Regions from separate parts of the Mus musculus genome. Here regions 2, 3, 4 and 5 are each linked to region 1. A link is a contact called in public HiChIP or PLAC-seq, Micro-C and promoter capture Hi-C data. All regions are on one chromosome and are shown on one strand. Each heading gives the region's core, a stretch centred on a gene start, on an enhancer-like site or on the middle of the called end of the contact. The rest is flanking DNA. Distances are from core to core; before and after follow the strand shown. Region 1 holds the start of Fosl2 (fos-like antigen 2). Region 2 holds the start of Tmem129 (transmembrane protein 129). Region 3 holds the start of Dpysl5 (dihydropyrimidinase-like 5). Region 4 holds the start of Nkx1-1 (NK1 homeobox 1). Region 5 holds the start of Agbl5 (ATP/GTP binding protein-like 5).

Region 1 (2,907 bases), core at 120-2,619:
CAGGACGCCCGCTGTACCGGGCGGCGCCGCTGAGGGTGCGGACGACTGCGCACGGCCGCGCCCTCCCCGCGAGCAGCTCTGCGCGCCGGGCTCTCTGCCTCGCGGTGGCGCCGCACTGAGCCGCCCGTCTCGTCTTCAGGGCTGCGATTTTTTTTTTTTTTTTTTTTTTTTCCTTTTCTAAAACCCGGAGCCCAGGCCGGCGCGGCCGCTTTCGGGGCCCCGCCCCGCGCCCCTTCCTTTTGGTTGGGGATGGAGGGGAGGAGGTAGGGAGGCCAGGGCGCAGGCGGGAGCAGGCGAGGGAATCCCTCTCCCTCCACGTCACCCGAAGGCGAGGAAACCCGCATTCGCGTCCTCTAACGCAAATGACCATCTTTGGCAACGTGCGCCAATGGAACAGACCAAGGGCGCTGCGCCCCAGGGGGGGTGGAGGAGTTCGGCGAGAACGCGGGCGGCCTCGGCGCCCCCGTAGTGCGAGGGCCGCGCTCTCCCACCCTCCCCGCCTCCCGCCTTCCTCGCGCGGGGTCTGTGGCTGGCGTCAGCGCGACCGCGAGCGAGGCCGGGAGGGGAGCGCCCCGCCCGCCTTCTCCCCTCCCCTCCCGCGCCTCTTCCTCCTCCTCCTTGTCCCAGGCCTCCTCCCCCGCCGCCTCGAGCGCTCCTCCCAGCAAGGTGGAGTCTAAGGTTGACGTGAGTGGATCCACATGGTGCGGGGCTGGAGAATAAAGAGTGTGGAGTTGAACTCGTGCCATTGTAGTGACTCATCTCGGGCAGAGCGCAGGGGCTCGAAGCGAGACAGTGAGCGGCGCTCGGCAGGGACAGAGAGAGAGAAAGAGAGCGAGCGCAAGAAAGAGGGGGAGAGAGGGGAGGGCGAAGCGAGGCGAGAAGCGCGAGGCTTGGCAGGTCCTGGAGCCAGCACGGGGTGCAGGTCACTGCGACGCGGAGCCACGTCCCTCTCAGCACCGCTCAGCCTAGAATCCCACGGGCGCTGTCCCACCGGCGCGATCGGGGCCGCTGGACCGGCGCTCACCGCCTTGTCCTAAGTCAAGTGTCCGAGTCGCCGGGAAACTCAGGCGGCGAGTTGGCCACAGGAAGTTTATTCTCGGGCTCCTTTTCTAAAAGGAGGAAACAGAAGTTTCTCCCAACCGGCAGCTTTTCTTTTTCGCCTTTTTGGCGCCCTGAGAGATCGGGGAGGGAGTCCCCCAGAGCTGCCAAGCGACACCCGCGGGGCTCCTAGTCTTTTTGCGTTGCCCATTTTTCTCCAGCCCGTGGGTCCCGGCAGAGCTCCGGCTGCGCGCGGGGGCGGAAGGGCGCGCGCAGGGGAGGGACCGAGGGACGCGCCGACTTTTTAGAGGGAGGGACTCGGTGGACAACCGGTTCCGCGGAGCTTGCAGAGCAGAAACGAAGTGCGGTGCGCGGCGATCGGGGGGGTCACTTCCCGAGTGTCGCTGCCTCCTGTCTGCCTTGGTTAGGGGACATCCCGGGAGCGAAAAGCCCAGCCCGTGGCCGGGCCGGTGGACCAGCGAGCGCGCAGCAGACTGTGCGCGGCCGCGGCGAGGGCGGGGAAGAAAACCACCCTGTTTCCTCTCCGGCCCCCACCGCGGATCATGTACCAGGATTATCCCGGGAACTTTGACACCTCGTCCCGGGGCAGCAGCGGCTCTCCTGCGCACGCCGAGTCCTACTCCAGCGGTGGCGGCGGCCAGCAGGTACGTGCGGGCCGGGGTGCACCTGGCGGCGCGGGCAGACTCCTACCCTCTTCTTGCTCCCACTGCCTCCACCCCCAACCTCCTTCTTTTCCCTTTCCTAGCCAGGCTAGAAAAATACTTCACCGCTGTAAGTTGTGGGTTTCTTTTCTTTTCTTTTTCTTTTTTTTTTTCCTGTTCCGCCCTACCCACTCTCCACTTTTCTTTTTCTTTTTCTTTTCTTTTCTTTTCTTTTTTTTTAAGCAAGTGGAGAGTGGGCTTGAAGAGCCAACGACACCCTCTCCCCCTTTTCGTACTTAATTTTCCAGAAAAGCTCTTGAAATTACAGGTCCCCTCCGGGAAGCCTGTTGCCTCCTTCCGAGCCGCTCTCCCTCCCTTTTCACGTTCCTCTTTCTAGGTAGTGGATAGGCAAGAAAATTTTTGCGCCCCCTAAGCCCCTCCCAGCCGTCAAGGACCCTACGGGGGGGGGCGGGGGGGAAGGCTTTTTAACCCTTTCTTCTTCTGTTATTCTTCGGTCTTAGCTGTTTTCTGAAAGGGATTGGGGACTCAAAAACAAAGCTGGGCTCCTTCAAGTGTTTGGGAGTGAGGGCGAGGGTTGCCCCTGGGAATTAGGTGCGAAGGTCAGGAAGGAAGAAGCTGGCTTTGATTGGCTCTTGACACCTCCTGTGACACCCCCCCTCCAGCTTCCGGTAAGGGTTGGGCAGGAGCCTGTACTTCCCCCCCCCCCCAGCAGAACTTTGAGGGGCTTGGGGGTACCTGGGGCAAAGAAGCTGTCAGAGAGAAGTGGGAGAAAGAGACACATCGCTTGAGCTCCTGAGTGGATTTAGAAGTAGAAAAACATCTCTTTCTAAAGCAGCCAGACTGGTTTGCACTGAAGGATTGTGCCTGTAATCTGTGTCTTTGTAGGTACCAGACAGGTATTGGTGGGGCGGTAGGGGTGGTAGGGTACCTGGCCTGTGTCGCAGGAACCACAAACACCATCTTGTGAGGGAATTGCATGAACTCAAAAGGTCCTCTGCCACCTGAAGCCCACCTTGGCAAGCATCTGGGAGTTCCTAGCCAAGCTGGCTGCAGCCAGAGTTACTCCATAAGCCAATAGCCATGGCCTTGACTTTGACCTTTAGAAGTCAACCAGATAGGAGGTCAGGGGTCTTCCAGGGAAGGGTGGAGTGAGCTGGGAAATATAATAAAAATATGGCTTTCTTTG
Region 2 (2,907 bases), core at 215-2,714, 1.5 Mb after region 1:
AATGATCTGCAGATGGTAAGGTACTGTTTGAGCAGGCTCCAATCTGCAAAAAACAATAGTAACTGTTTACTTCTAGCCAATTCACTACATGTTAAAATAACTTGTTATGTAGCAACAGAAGACAGCTCCACCGTCTGTCTGCTCTCAATATGACCTCCCTGAGTGACTTGTGCTTATTAACTTTGGGTTCCTTGTTCTGGTATGGGAGTGCCCACTGGACAGCCCTTGGTCAGGAGTCCTGCCTTAGAGCCCCACACTCTTGATATGCCTTGCAGTGTACTAACTAGGTCTCCAAACCAAACTACATGACCATGCCAACTCCATCTCCAGTTCTCCAAAGGAGTCCTCTCCACCCTCCTTCTTCTCAAAACAGATCTGAGTGTTTCTATTACCACACCTGCCTCTGCCTCTCTGGAGCCTAAGCAGCTGCTTCACACCAATCATTCCTGTGCCCAGAGCTGCAAGTATGACAGACAAGCAGACATGTGTTCTCCCAGATCTATCTTTCCCTGTCCCTGTAGCTTCCAAAGGTCTCCTTCATCTGGATCCCAGACTTCAATCACTGCTATATTCCAGCAGTTTCCCCAACCTTTCCTCCAATCAGCCAACAGATGGGCCTCTCCGAGGTCCCACTAGCACTTGGGGCACCACATACCATGGCCTTGGACAGGGCCATAGACCTAGCCCGGCAAAGGAAACGCTCCATTAACATTCCCAACCTTGACCGTCTTCATCTCTGCCTGCTCTTCTTACACCCACCTTCCCCTGGGATCTCTCCAACCCCTGTTGTAATGAAATCAACAGGAGCTCTTTCCTATAGAAATCGTCCAACATAGCAAGCAGGCTGAACGATTCTGCACTCCAGCCGCAGTGATGTCAAAGACTGGAGCTTAGCCCCACCCGAGCACCACTCGCAGGACAGCGCCAGGGCCGCCGCCTCCCAACTGGAAGAGCGTATGGTGCTCTAGAGCGCTCAGCTCACAGCCAGGGCTGCAGAGATCCCGCTTGCTTGTTCATGATCTTGACCGGCTTCTGCTCCAGTTCCTCACCCTTGGAGTCTCCAAGCGCCCGGTTAAGCGCCAACCACCGGCCGGCACACAGGAGGCTCACCTAACGGCAGCAGTGAGTGACACAGTAGTGTGGCGGAAGTGCGGCGAAGGTGGTAAGGTACGAAGGCGGCGTCCTCGCTGCCCAGCCAGCCCGACAACAGATTCTGCACTGTGAGCCCGGCCGAGTAGAACTCGTTGGGCGTGAACACGAAGCACACTGCGAAGACCAGGTAGGCCAACGTGAAGGTCACCTCAGGGCTGTCCATCCCGCCACCGCTCACTGGGCCGTGCAGAGGCAGGAGAGTCCAGTTCTGGACAGTTGGTTTGTTGCCGCAGCCACCGCCGTCAGATCGCCCGCGGGGCACTCTGGGAAACGGAGTCCAAGTCCGGCTACTGGCGGGGCATCCTGCGAATCTGAGCGCCTCCTGTCCAGGCACCCGCAAAGCATTCTAGGAAATGGAGTCCCCTCCTCAGGCTGCCCGCGGGGCACTGTGGGAGACAATTTCCCTGTTGGGTTGACCCGAAGGGCACCCTGGGAGTCAGAGTCTCGCGAGGCCGCCCCCGGCATTCTGAGTGGGGAGTTCTCGGACCCTACGCTGACCCACAAGCTGTGAGCCGCCCAGACACCCCCCGTAAGGGTTCAACTTCTCCCTTACAAACAGCTCGGAGGAGACACTGCAACTGGGTCCATTTAACAGCTGAGAAAAACCGAGCCAGGGCGAACTGGTTTCCAACCGCATTCGCGGCCGACCATGAGATTTTCTGGGCCATGATGGCTCTCACAGTCACTGGCTACCAACAAGCCCTCTCGGCCCCCGATGCTAGACCACAGTTCCCATACGCCCCAACGCTCCCACTGTGCCCTCAGTCCCGGAAGCGGAACTCCCTGCGCAAGAAGGGCGGGACCAGTATGGCTTGCAATTGGCCACAGGTGGCTCTACGGAAGCCTCTTCTCCAACGCGCTGATTGGCTGTGGAACGCCAACTTTCGGTATTTGAATCTGGGGCGGGCGTAGCGGACGACGTTCCGGGACTGCGAGAGCGGACCTTGTTGGGGTTCCTTCGGCTGGGTTTCTCCTGCTCCGTTTTCTTAGCGCGAAGCGGGCACGGCGCTCCTCCCTTGCGGTGGGCGTCCGCGCGGGCCCAGGGCTTGGCAACCGTAGTCAGGTAAGGGAAACGGCGATTTTTTATTTCCCTCGGGCGCAGGGTGGGGATCAGCCCCACGGAACTTGATTCCTGCGAGCTGAGTTACCGTTCCTGTCTTCCGCAGCTTCGCTCTCTCCCTTTGTTGAGGACCCACCCCTCACTCCAGCCTCCTCTGTTCTAAACTCAGGGGATGCACCTAGCCTCCTAGGCAGGACAGGAACCTGCCCGTGGGCTGGGCTTTGCAGGCCGGCCTGCCAGTGATCTCGGTCTGACCCAGTTGATGGCCTCCAAAGAGGCCGTGCTGGTTCCTGTTCTGGTCGAGCGTGTCGTGTAGGAGAATCGCGTCTCAGAGCCAGGGACATCCGTCGCCCCAAGTCTCTTACTCCATCTTTTCTGCGAAACTATTCTGTCTGTCGTCTGTCTTCCTGAACCCAGGGATATTTCTTGTTCCTGGGTCTGTGCCTCTAAGTCCTCCTTCCGTACAGCCTGACCACAACTTCAAAATAAATGGCTTCTCTTGGAAACGCTTTCTTTCCAACTCCAGATGGTCCTGATAAGTTTCCCTTCTCTATTGCATCCTTCTCTGAACAGAGTCCTTTAAGGCTAAGGCCTTTTTCCTCAACTTTAGCTACCAGAATGACCTCATGCCTATACCTATACAATTTGGTTCAGCAATGCATATTTCCAGTCATGATCGCTTGATTGTACACTTC
Region 3 (2,907 bases), core at 150-2,649, 1.4 Mb before region 1:
AAAAAAAAAAATCCACTCTTAGAGTGGAATTGGAGACCAGCCAAGCGGTGGTGGCACACGCCTTTAATCTCAGCCCTTAGGAGGCAGAGGCAGGCGGATTTCTGAGTTCGAGGCCAGCCTGGACTACAGAGTGAGTTCCAGAGCTACACAGAGAAACCCTGTCTCGAAAAGCCAAAAAAAAAAAAAAAAAAAAAAAAAAAAAAAAAAAAAAAAAAGAATTGGAGACCAAATGTAGTAACCCCGCACCCCCTAGGGGCACGCCTGTGTGGCCCTAAACGCATCCAGGAGTGGATCACAGAGCACATGACCCAGTGGGACCCACATTTGGAGGACTGGAGCTTAACGTGCAGGCTGTACATTTTGTTAAAATTCAGAGGATCCTGCTCCCTCCACCCGAAGTTATAAAGTACGATTTTCTTTGAAAATAGCCTTAGAGAAAAGCACTTCAGGAAAGCAGCCAAGGGACTCACACCCCCGTCTCCACCCCCGGAACTGAGGGAAGCCCTGGAAAGAACCAACTTCTTCAACAGCAGTTGTAGATCCCCAGGAATCCAGGGGCGGGGGCAGTATTAATGCTGCATTTCCACACGGGTTTGCAACACCATTGGGGTGACATCAAGTGAAGAGATTCAAGTTCTGAAGCTATATTTAAGCTGTCACAATAATGACAGACTAACACGGAGCTCAGGGAAAGGCCTGAGCCATAAATTAGTTAAGGAAAAAGAACTGTCTCGCTCCATTTACAGGATCGTTTGTGGTTAAGTCAACTGTGTACTAAAATGGTGAAACTGGACAAGGTGTGGCGGTGAACATCTGTAATCCCACTATTCGGAAGGCAGAGGCAGGAGGTTCAATTCAAATTCTAGGCTAGCAGGGGGCTACCTAATAAAACCGTCAAAACAACAGCAACCCGGAAATAAAGATGGTGGTGCTGATGTGAAATGAGTTTAAAACACACACACACACACACACACACACACACACACACACACTTTCTTTTAAAGGAGATGTCAAAAATAGGATAGGACCTGGGCGCTGGACATCGACGTCCAAGCGCTGCTCTGGAAAAGACGGTGGCTTCAATACCTCAAGAGAAAGAAGGTGCGAAGTGAGGCGCCCAGAGTGGCCGTTCCCTTGGTCTATGAGAACAGTGTTCCTGTACTGACCACCTCGCCCTCTACAGTCTGCAATCCCATCAGTCTCAGACTCGGTAGGACGCTAATCCGATGGCGCAACTGGGAACCCGCAGCCTCGGAGAGACCCCGCCACCGCATTGTTTCAGCCCCTCGGGTGGGGTCTTGCAGGAGGAGGGGAGGCGATGTGTCCTCCGGAGACGCCCTATACCCTCCCAGGGGACTCGAGCCATACCGCCCCAGCGCCTGGGCTTTGTGAAGTGTCGCTAGTTACCATGGGACCAGAAAGGAACGCTGAGAATGGCGCTTAGATGGCTGGGGGTTGTCGAGGTCCTGGGGCCATGCCCTCTGTCCCTTCTCGGACCCGGGGCCTGCAAAAGGGACTGTCGGGATTTGTAGTCCCAAAGGCGGCGGCAACGCGGAGGACGCGGGGCGCTACTGGTCCCGCCTCCGCCTAACCTGCTAGCTCGAGGTGGCGAGCACTTGGGGCGGAGCCCTCGGATCCGTGATTGGCCCAGGCGGCTCCCCGCCCCCACCCTCGTCCCCACCCCCGCTCGCCACTCGGGACTCCGCTCCAGGCGCGCAAGGCAGCCACCGAGAGAGCGCGCTAGCAGCCGCTCCCGCCCCGTGCAACCGCAGCTACCGCGCCGCGGCGAGACCCAGAGACCGACCGACGGACCCGCACAATCGCATCATCCTGGAGCAGTGGGTGATGGCAAGGGGAGGGTGGTGGGCTTGATCTTTCCGGGCTGCAACATCCACCCCTCTTTCAGTTTCTCCCTGAGGCTCACAAAAGGGAGGGAATTGGGTTGCGCCTAGGCTCCTCCAGCCGATGAAAGAGATGTTGAGGATTCAGGCAGATCCGGACTAAGGTGGGGCGCAAGTCTGGGTCTTTGTAGTCCCACAGAACTCGGCTTGGTGACTTGCGACGCCTAAGGCATTAATGTGTGCTGGAAAGATTTACAAATAGCTAGAATAAGGAGGCAGCTAAGTTGAAGGGATTCACGCCTAGCACCCAGTAGTCGCGCAGCCGTAGCTGGTCGACGTGCAGTAAATGGCTAAAAGGTGGGGTGTAGGGGAGTGTTTCTGTGGTGGCCGGACCTGTCCTCTTGTACGTCCCTGGATCGCCGCGGTCCCTAGTTCCCACCAACTGCGCCTCTGGTCTGATATCTGCCTAACGTGGTCCTAACCCCATCGTTTGTATCCTCTGTTCCCTGAGCAGAGCAGAGGCCCTAGAGGCACCTGCCGAAACCACAAAGGCCTCTTGCATCTGCCCAGCCCCTGGCGGCGCGGCGCTAGGTCCCTCCGCTGGAGCCATGTCGCCTAGTCTGCCACGCAGCATCTATCTTGGTGGGTGAGGGATATCGATGCCCCGGGCCTGGGGAGATGGCTGGAACAAACGGGCGTGGAGGCCTGGATTTGAGCAGAAAGGGGGAGATGGGTGGGGACAGGTGATCGAATCTGGAGGAGGAGGCTGTGGTTTGGGAAGGGCTGACAATTGGGTGGGAGGCGGGTCTGAAGCTTCGCGCAGGTGGCGCGAGGCGAGGCTGCTCTGAAGAATGAAGAGGGGCGGGGAGATGAAGGGAGGGTGGAGACCTCCCGGGTTTGGGGAGAGTAGACAGGCATGGGAAGGCGACTGAGGCTGTACAGGGGATGGGTCTTCCTCATGAAGGGGGTGGGGGGCTCTCCATCGGGGTAGGGCAGGCAGCTGAGGAGGGAAGAGTCTTCGCCTGAAGACTCCAGCTTTAGGCCAGTCGCTGTTTGGGCTTGGTCT
Region 4 (2,907 bases), core at 104-2,603, 1.3 Mb after region 1:
CTCCAGCAGGCAGCCGCGAGTTCCTCGTAGACCAACCCCTTGGCGGAGAGAGGGGTCCAACTGCAGCCTGCATGGCCTGCCCTTCCTCTCTCTAGGAACGGAAGGTCAATGCAACCGCGTTGGTAGAGCTGGCGGCCCCAGTCCAGTTCTCCCTGAGCGTTCTGGTCCATGAGAGGCGCAGGGGCCAAGAAGTTAGAGGAGGACGGGGGAGGGGCACAAAAAGCAATCAGGAGCTGGTCGAATGCAATTCGCGATCAATAGCGGCCCCTAATAAGTGTAATAGGTTTTAATCGAGTAATTATCCGAATTTTGACCCTATAATTTAGATGTTCGGGGGGAGTTTGCAAGGTGCTTGAAAGAGATATGCATGCGCCGTAATGGGATATCGACCGCAAAGGGGGCGCGGGCCGCCCCATTACCGGCCGCTTTCCGCCGCTAAGCACATTTCCCTTTAACTGTAATCGAAGGGATTTAATTGTTTTTCCAGAGATAACCAGCGTTTTGTCACAATTAGTCTGATTTGTCCAAAGGGGGAGGGCCGGGAAGGCCACGGTGGGGGTGGGTAAGTCACCAAGTCAGTCGCCGCATGTCCCTTTGCCTCCAGCACCAACTACCCTCCAACACCAAAGATTGACTAGATGAATCCTGGACCGTAGTCGCAACCCCAAGGCCCCAGATTTGGCCCAACAGAACCTTTCCAGAAGCGTGCAGCAGTGAGGGCCCTAGAGTCCGGGTCGGGAGGAGGCCACGGATGCTTGGGGCGGACCCCGCGCTCTGCGAACTTTCCACAGAGCCCGGCGGCGCTTGGGTCAGGCCCAGCTCGCCGGGAGCATAAACATTCCGGAGCAGTCGGTGTCCTCGCCCCTATCACCAACCCCTTATACTCACTTGTAGGCTCAGCTCCCGCGGCCGCTGCGACTCCTGTGGCGGCGGAGAGGGCTCGGCGTTCTAGCTCTGCGCGCGGCGAACGTCCGGAGGCAGCGGGGACCGCGACGCACGCGGCCGGGGCGCATGGGGCACACGTAGCGGGCACCACAGGGCCCAGTAGCACGCAGCGGCGTCTCCTACTGTTGAACTTGTTGGGATCTAGGATGTCCAACACGGAGAAGGAGGTGGGGCGCGGGGGCGCGGCGGGCCGGGCCGCTCCAGCCCCCTCTGGCACCGCGGGAACAGTGTCGCTGGCCGCGAGCGGTGGCACTCCAGCCCGGGGAAAGATGGGCAGCTCAGCTCGTCCGTCCATAGTGTCCCGAGCTGTAGCCGCAGGAGCCGGCGGTGCGGGCCCCGAGCCGGGCCCGGGCGGTGGCGGTGGCAGCGCGGGGACGTCCCCGGGTGCCGCCGGGCCGCTGGTACTCATGCGGGCCTCGGGCCGCTCAGGCGGCTCGGGCCCCCGCTACCTACTGGGATCCCATCCCTGCGCCCCGCAAAATCAGCCTCAGCCCAGCTGTTCCCGCTCTGCTGGTGCTGCCTGGCCTTGCCTCCGCCACCGCTTCAGGCGCCCGCCGCGCCGGGCCAGTGCATTTATGGCGGCCCCGCCGGAGGCGCCCACGCGCCCACACGCCGCACACACGTGCGCCCGCAGGCGGCCGCAGGGTTCCGCTTCCCTCGTTAGCGCTCACGCCTAATTGGCTGCGAACGGTCCCAAGCGGAGTAGGCGGGCCCGGTACGGGACTCACGGACTGAGCCGCAGAGACGGACAGACAGACGCCCTGCCCGGAGCCAGAGCACAGTCCACTGGAGGCTGGGGTGCTCAGCACCGTGCCGCTGCGCCTCCGCGGGGCTGGAAACTGCGTGCCCGCCTCCTTGGCGAAGGGGGAGGAGACAGTCGCCTTTTAAATAATTGCGGGATCAGTTGGCTGTGGAGGGCTGCAGAGGCCCCAGGACGTGGGAACCCACGCGCCCCGAGTTGGCCTGGACATCCCAGCTCAGGGTACCGCTAAGGCAGGTCTCTCCTGCTGCCGTGGCACGCGGGGTTCTGGGCTATCCTGGCACCAGGGGCTCTCGCGCCTTCCGCTGCTAGGACGGAAAGGGAGAGAGGGGTTCTTGCGGGTTCTGAGTCTCTCCAGGGTCTTCAGCCCCTTGTGGGGCGTGTTCCCAGAGTTTCGGTTTCCGCTGCCCTCGATTGCTGTTTTTCCGCGTCTGGAGCAATCTGGTCAGAATCTCTGTCCCTCCATCCTCACTGGCTTTGACTCCCGCCCCCTTGGCTGGATCAAATTAGGGACGACTCGAAATCCCCCGCAAGAGGCGGGGCTGGCGCCCGCGAGTGACGCTCATTAGAAGTGGAATCGAAATGAGTAGGGCTAGACGGCCGTCCTAGTCCCCGCCCCCCCCCCAAAGGGTGACCGAAAAATCGCACAAATAGCAGGTGGCCTACATAAAGATCGATACCCTTCATGTAACGGGAAAATATGTGTTTCTTCCAGAAATAATACGGAAACTGTCCTCTTCCCCATCCCTAACAAATCAGAAGGGCCGTTTGAGGCCTGAGCGTTTGTGCACCGTCTTGTCCAGTCTGGAGATTTACAGGACAGTCTCGGCGGACGACCTCGGAAGGTCGAGCCCGGCTTTGGAGGATGAGGGTCAGGTAGCCGATGCTTCGCTTCCTAGTTTTCCTCCTCCTCTCGCTCAGGCCAATGAGCTGACCCGCCTCTGAAGGACCCAGGTGGGACCCGGCGATGGAACTGGCGTGCCCAGAGTGTGAGTGTGTGCGCCTACGACGTGTGCTCCAGCGGGTATGCATTCCTCCTCCCACTACGGTCCCGAGAGCCTGCTCTGCACAAGGACGGTCCTTTGCAATTACCGCGGGCAATGATCCTTCGGAAGCAGAAATTAAAAGTTAGGAGAAATAATGGGGGACCGATCGCCTGTAATTTGGGCCAAGCTCGGACATGCTGAGCCTCTGGGAGGCTG
Region 5 (2,907 bases), core at 245-2,744, 1.2 Mb before region 1:
TGTGAGCCAATAGAGGGCTGGCCCTGTGAGGAAGAGCAACAAATACGTGAGCCAGATAAGGGGTCAACCCATCACGGCAGAGAAGACACTTGGTTGGCAGTGAAGCCCAGGTGGGGCGGAAACCTTTCCCAGACCTCGACCATAAAAGCGAGGTTATAAGCGACTAGGGCAGGACCTGGGACTGCACCCAGCCAGTGGGCTCGGAGAGTAGGAGTCCGGGCCGCCGCTGCATCCCAGCGTCCAGGGCATAGGGGTCCCTCGCTCCCGTGGCTCGGTCTTCCCTTCTGGCCTGGGTCTCGGTGAATGGACCCCGACACTTCAGCTGACGGAGCGAATGTCTTTCGCATCATCAGAACAACATGCTTTATATACTTTCATCACGCCGAAAACCAAAGGAAACCTGGAGCAGAAGCAGCATTCGTAGTCCCAAACACCGAAACTAATGTCTGCTTAGCGAGAGGAAGGCCGCCCCAGCTTTAGCCTCAATCCGGCTCACGGCGAGCTCCTGCCGCAGGGTGCGAGCCTGCAAGCCCGCCTTTCTTCTGGCCCGGGATCCTTTAGTTTACGCAGAAACACATTAGGGAAAAAAAAAAAATCTTGGTAAGCATTAGAGGGAAAACTGCAGCAGCCCGACGCAGCGGGGCCTTCGATAGCTCAGTTGGTAGAGCGGAGGACTGTAGTCAGTACAATATGGTAATCCTTAGGTCGCTGGTTCGATTCCGGCTCGAAGGACTTCGTGCACTACTTTTAGTTTACCTACACCCTAGGTCAATTGCTCCGTGGGGGAAACGCTTACTTGAGGATAGGCAGTGTATTTTCCTGGCTACGTTGAAAACCCCTTGAGTACATATAGCAGTTAAGTAGTCGAAGTACAACGTACCTTGTTCGCATATTAGGTGTTAAAGCTATAGTGACATGTACTTCAAGAAAAGTCCTTATTGCTTATGTATGTATTACATGGCTCTGTTTCAAAATCTTGCTGAGGGCTCCATCCTACTTTATATTGTGAACTACATTAGAAAACTGAGTCTCAGGAAACCTTGTAAAGGTTACAGGAAGGTACAGCACTACAGCTGGGGGATTAGCTCAAATGGTAGAGCGCTCGCTTAGCATGCGAGAGGTAGCGGGATCGATGCCCGCATCCTCCACTTCCTTTTACACACCATCAGGCTCATGATCTGTTGTGTCCACGTTTCGTTACACAGTAGAGCTAGGAGCACGGTAAACAAAGATCGGCTTCACATGCTATTTTCTTATTCACAGGTAAGTCTTTTCCTGTTTCCTGCTCACTGCTCTGTCTTTCCCGCCTCGGGGAGGCGGGCCGTTAACCGCCTACAGAGAAGACGCCTAGTGAGCCGCACACGGCGGTGGCCCGCGGAAGCCCCCAAACGGCCCCCTCACAGGTACCTGCCAACGTGCACGGAACCCTGCGTGGCGACCAATGGCAGTGCGCTTTACTGGGCGGGTAGCCAGCTGCAGCTGCGGCCAATAGGCAAGAGACTTCTTGTTTCCTGGCAGAGTGGGGTCCCGGCACCGCGGCTCTCTGGTTTTGTGTGGGTCCCGGGTGGAGGGCCCGGGTGCCGGGGCCCGAGGTGCCGCCTCGCTAGCGGGAGAGGGAGCGGGAGCAGCGGCCCGGAGAGAGGTGAGGGGCTTCGCGTGGACTGCGGCCCCGCCGGCAGGCCCCGCCCCCTTCTCAGCCCGCTCTGCCGGAGCCCCCGTCGAATGCCACCCCGCCCCCCGGCCTGCCGCGGCCGGCCCGCCGACCCCGCCTTTGGTTGACTCCCTCTGCTCCTGTGGCCTCACCTCTGACCCCTAGGACCCGCCTTCCTGTCCGCCAGTGTACCTGTCTCGACCCCTCCCACGCTTCCAAACCCCACCCTGCCCTGGACAAGCCAGGCAGCGCGAGGGTCCTCGCGAATCGAGGAGCTGCCTGCTGCTTCCAAGCGGGACTCTACTGGCCCAGCCTTCCTAGGGGTGCTTAGGACGCCCGTTACCCACACCTTCGAGGGTAGCTTTTGCACGGGCTCGTGTCTACAGGGCGGGAGGATGGAAACAGACCCTAATTGGAACTGAGGTTCAGGGCAGGTGAGCAAGTGGCTTTGGCCGGGCATAGGCTACGTTTTCATAATAGGCGTAGTAGAGGAAGGGGGTGGTAGCAACGCTCTTCAAGGTCTCCGAGAAACGAGTATAATTACAGTCGGTGCTTGTGAAGACAAAAGAGGTAAAGAAAGGAAGCTACCATTTACACTTAGAAACTTGGTTCTTCTTGCTCCGGGCTGTCCAGTACAAAGCCAATATAGGAAATTTTAATATGGCCTCTCCCTCATAGAGTCAGTGGCAACCACCCGACCTCGAGTCTCTGCCTCTTAGGTTGTTAAAAAGCTTGAGAATCTAGCGTTTTCCAACTCAACTAAGGAAGCTAGTGAGCATTCGATTGGGGAACGGTGGTGATGTAGTAAAATAGGGTGTTTTTAGGTCGCTCATACTCCTTGGGTGTCCAGGGACAGAGTTGTGCTTTCTCTTGATCTTACTGAAAGGCTACTTCCAGGTTTTCTATGAATAAGAGCGTTTTGCTTCATAGAGTAGAAAAGACATTTCTCATTTATCCAGACATACCAAACACATTGTTTCATTTTCTGCCCTTCCTCCCTATCCCAACTTTGATTTTTTTTCCCCCCAGCTCTCAGGGCCTGTGTGGGGCAAGAGGATGCTTTCCCAGCCCCACCATGGAGCTGCGCTGTGGGGGATTGCTGTTCAGTTCTCGCTTTGATTCAGGGAACCTAGCCCATGTGGAAAAGGTGGAGACTGTGTCTAGTGATGGGGAAGGCGTAGGAGGGGTGGCAACAGCCCCCGCTAGTGGGTCTGCTGCTTCCCCTGACTACGAGTTCAACGTGTGGACCCGGCCTG

Evidence for each region. Promoter capture Hi-C pulls out the DNA fragments that hold promoters and counts their contacts. Hi-C and Micro-C count contacts between places; a contact is called where the count stands out from the background. HiChIP or PLAC-seq counts read pairs in DNA pulled down with a chosen protein or histone mark.
Region 2: an H3K27ac HiChIP or PLAC-seq map of microglia shows a contact between it and region 1, with 5 times the contacts expected there. The contact joins the promoter of Tmem129 here to the promoter of Fosl2 in region 1. A contact is called at or near these places in 1 of 39 promoter capture datasets (hippocampal neurons) and 2 of 115 datasets of contacts at active chromatin or transcription factors (microglia and pancreatic cancer cells).
Region 3: a promoter capture Hi-C map of liver shows a contact between it and region 1, with 2.5 times the contacts expected there. The contact joins the promoter of Dpysl5 here to the promoter of Fosl2 in region 1. A contact is called at or near these places in 2 of 39 promoter capture datasets (liver and pre-B cells).
Region 4: a contact with region 1 is called in a Micro-C map of embryonic stem cells, with 7 times the contacts expected there. The contact joins the promoter of Nkx1-1 here to the promoter of Fosl2 in region 1. A contact is called at or near these places in 1 of 39 promoter capture datasets (embryonic stem cells), 3 of 484 Hi-C or Micro-C datasets (all in embryonic stem cells) and 1 of 115 datasets of contacts at active chromatin or transcription factors (embryonic stem cells).
Region 5: a contact with region 1 is called in a promoter capture Hi-C map of liver, with 3 times the contacts expected there. The contact joins the promoter of Agbl5 here to the promoter of Fosl2 in region 1. A contact is called at or near these places in 3 of 39 promoter capture datasets (embryonic stem cells, liver and pre-B cells), 1 of 484 Hi-C or Micro-C datasets (uterus) and 1 of 115 datasets of contacts at active chromatin or transcription factors (pancreatic cancer cells).

What each region holds. Positions count from the first base shown.
Region 1 is chr5:32,135,103-32,138,009 of GRCm38.p6, forward strand. Fosl2 (fos-like antigen 2) reads left to right here and starts at 1,370. Exons shown (of 4, transcript NM_008037.4): 1 at 1,370-1,703. The coding sequence starts at 1,602.
Region 2 is chr5:33,656,513-33,659,419 of GRCm38.p6, forward strand. Tmem129 (transmembrane protein 129) reads right to left here and starts at 1,465. Exons shown (of 4, transcript NM_026698.3): 1 at 1,111-1,465. The coding sequence starts at 1,315. Tacc3 (transforming, acidic coiled-coil containing protein 3) reads left to right here and starts at 1,616. Exons shown (of 15, transcript NM_001040435.3): 1 at 1,616-2,215.
Region 3 is chr5:30,710,165-30,713,071 of GRCm38.p6, forward strand. It overlaps Dpysl5 (dihydropyrimidinase-like 5), which reads left to right and starts at 1,400. Exons shown (of 13, transcript NM_001356948.1): 1 at 1,400-1,838.
Region 4 is chr5:33,432,737-33,435,643 of GRCm38.p6, forward strand. Nkx1-1 (NK1 homeobox 1) reads right to left here and starts at 1,354. Exons shown (of 2, transcript NM_011320.1): 1 at 889-1,354. The coding sequence starts at 1,354.
Region 5 is chr5:30,887,440-30,890,346 of GRCm38.p6, forward strand. It overlaps Agbl5 (ATP/GTP binding protein-like 5), which reads left to right and starts at 1,495. Exons shown (of 16, transcript NM_001374737.1): 1 at 1,495-2,085; 2 at 2,681-2,907. The coding sequence starts at 2,727. Gm35795 (a long non-coding RNA gene) reads right to left here and starts at 1,516. Exons shown (of 2, transcript XR_376844.2): 1 at 1,408-1,516; 2 at 1-555. n-TYgta9 (a tRNA gene) reads left to right here and starts at 644; the gene lies at 644-732. It overlaps n-TAagc15 (a tRNA gene), which reads left to right and starts at 1,076; the gene lies at 1,076-1,148.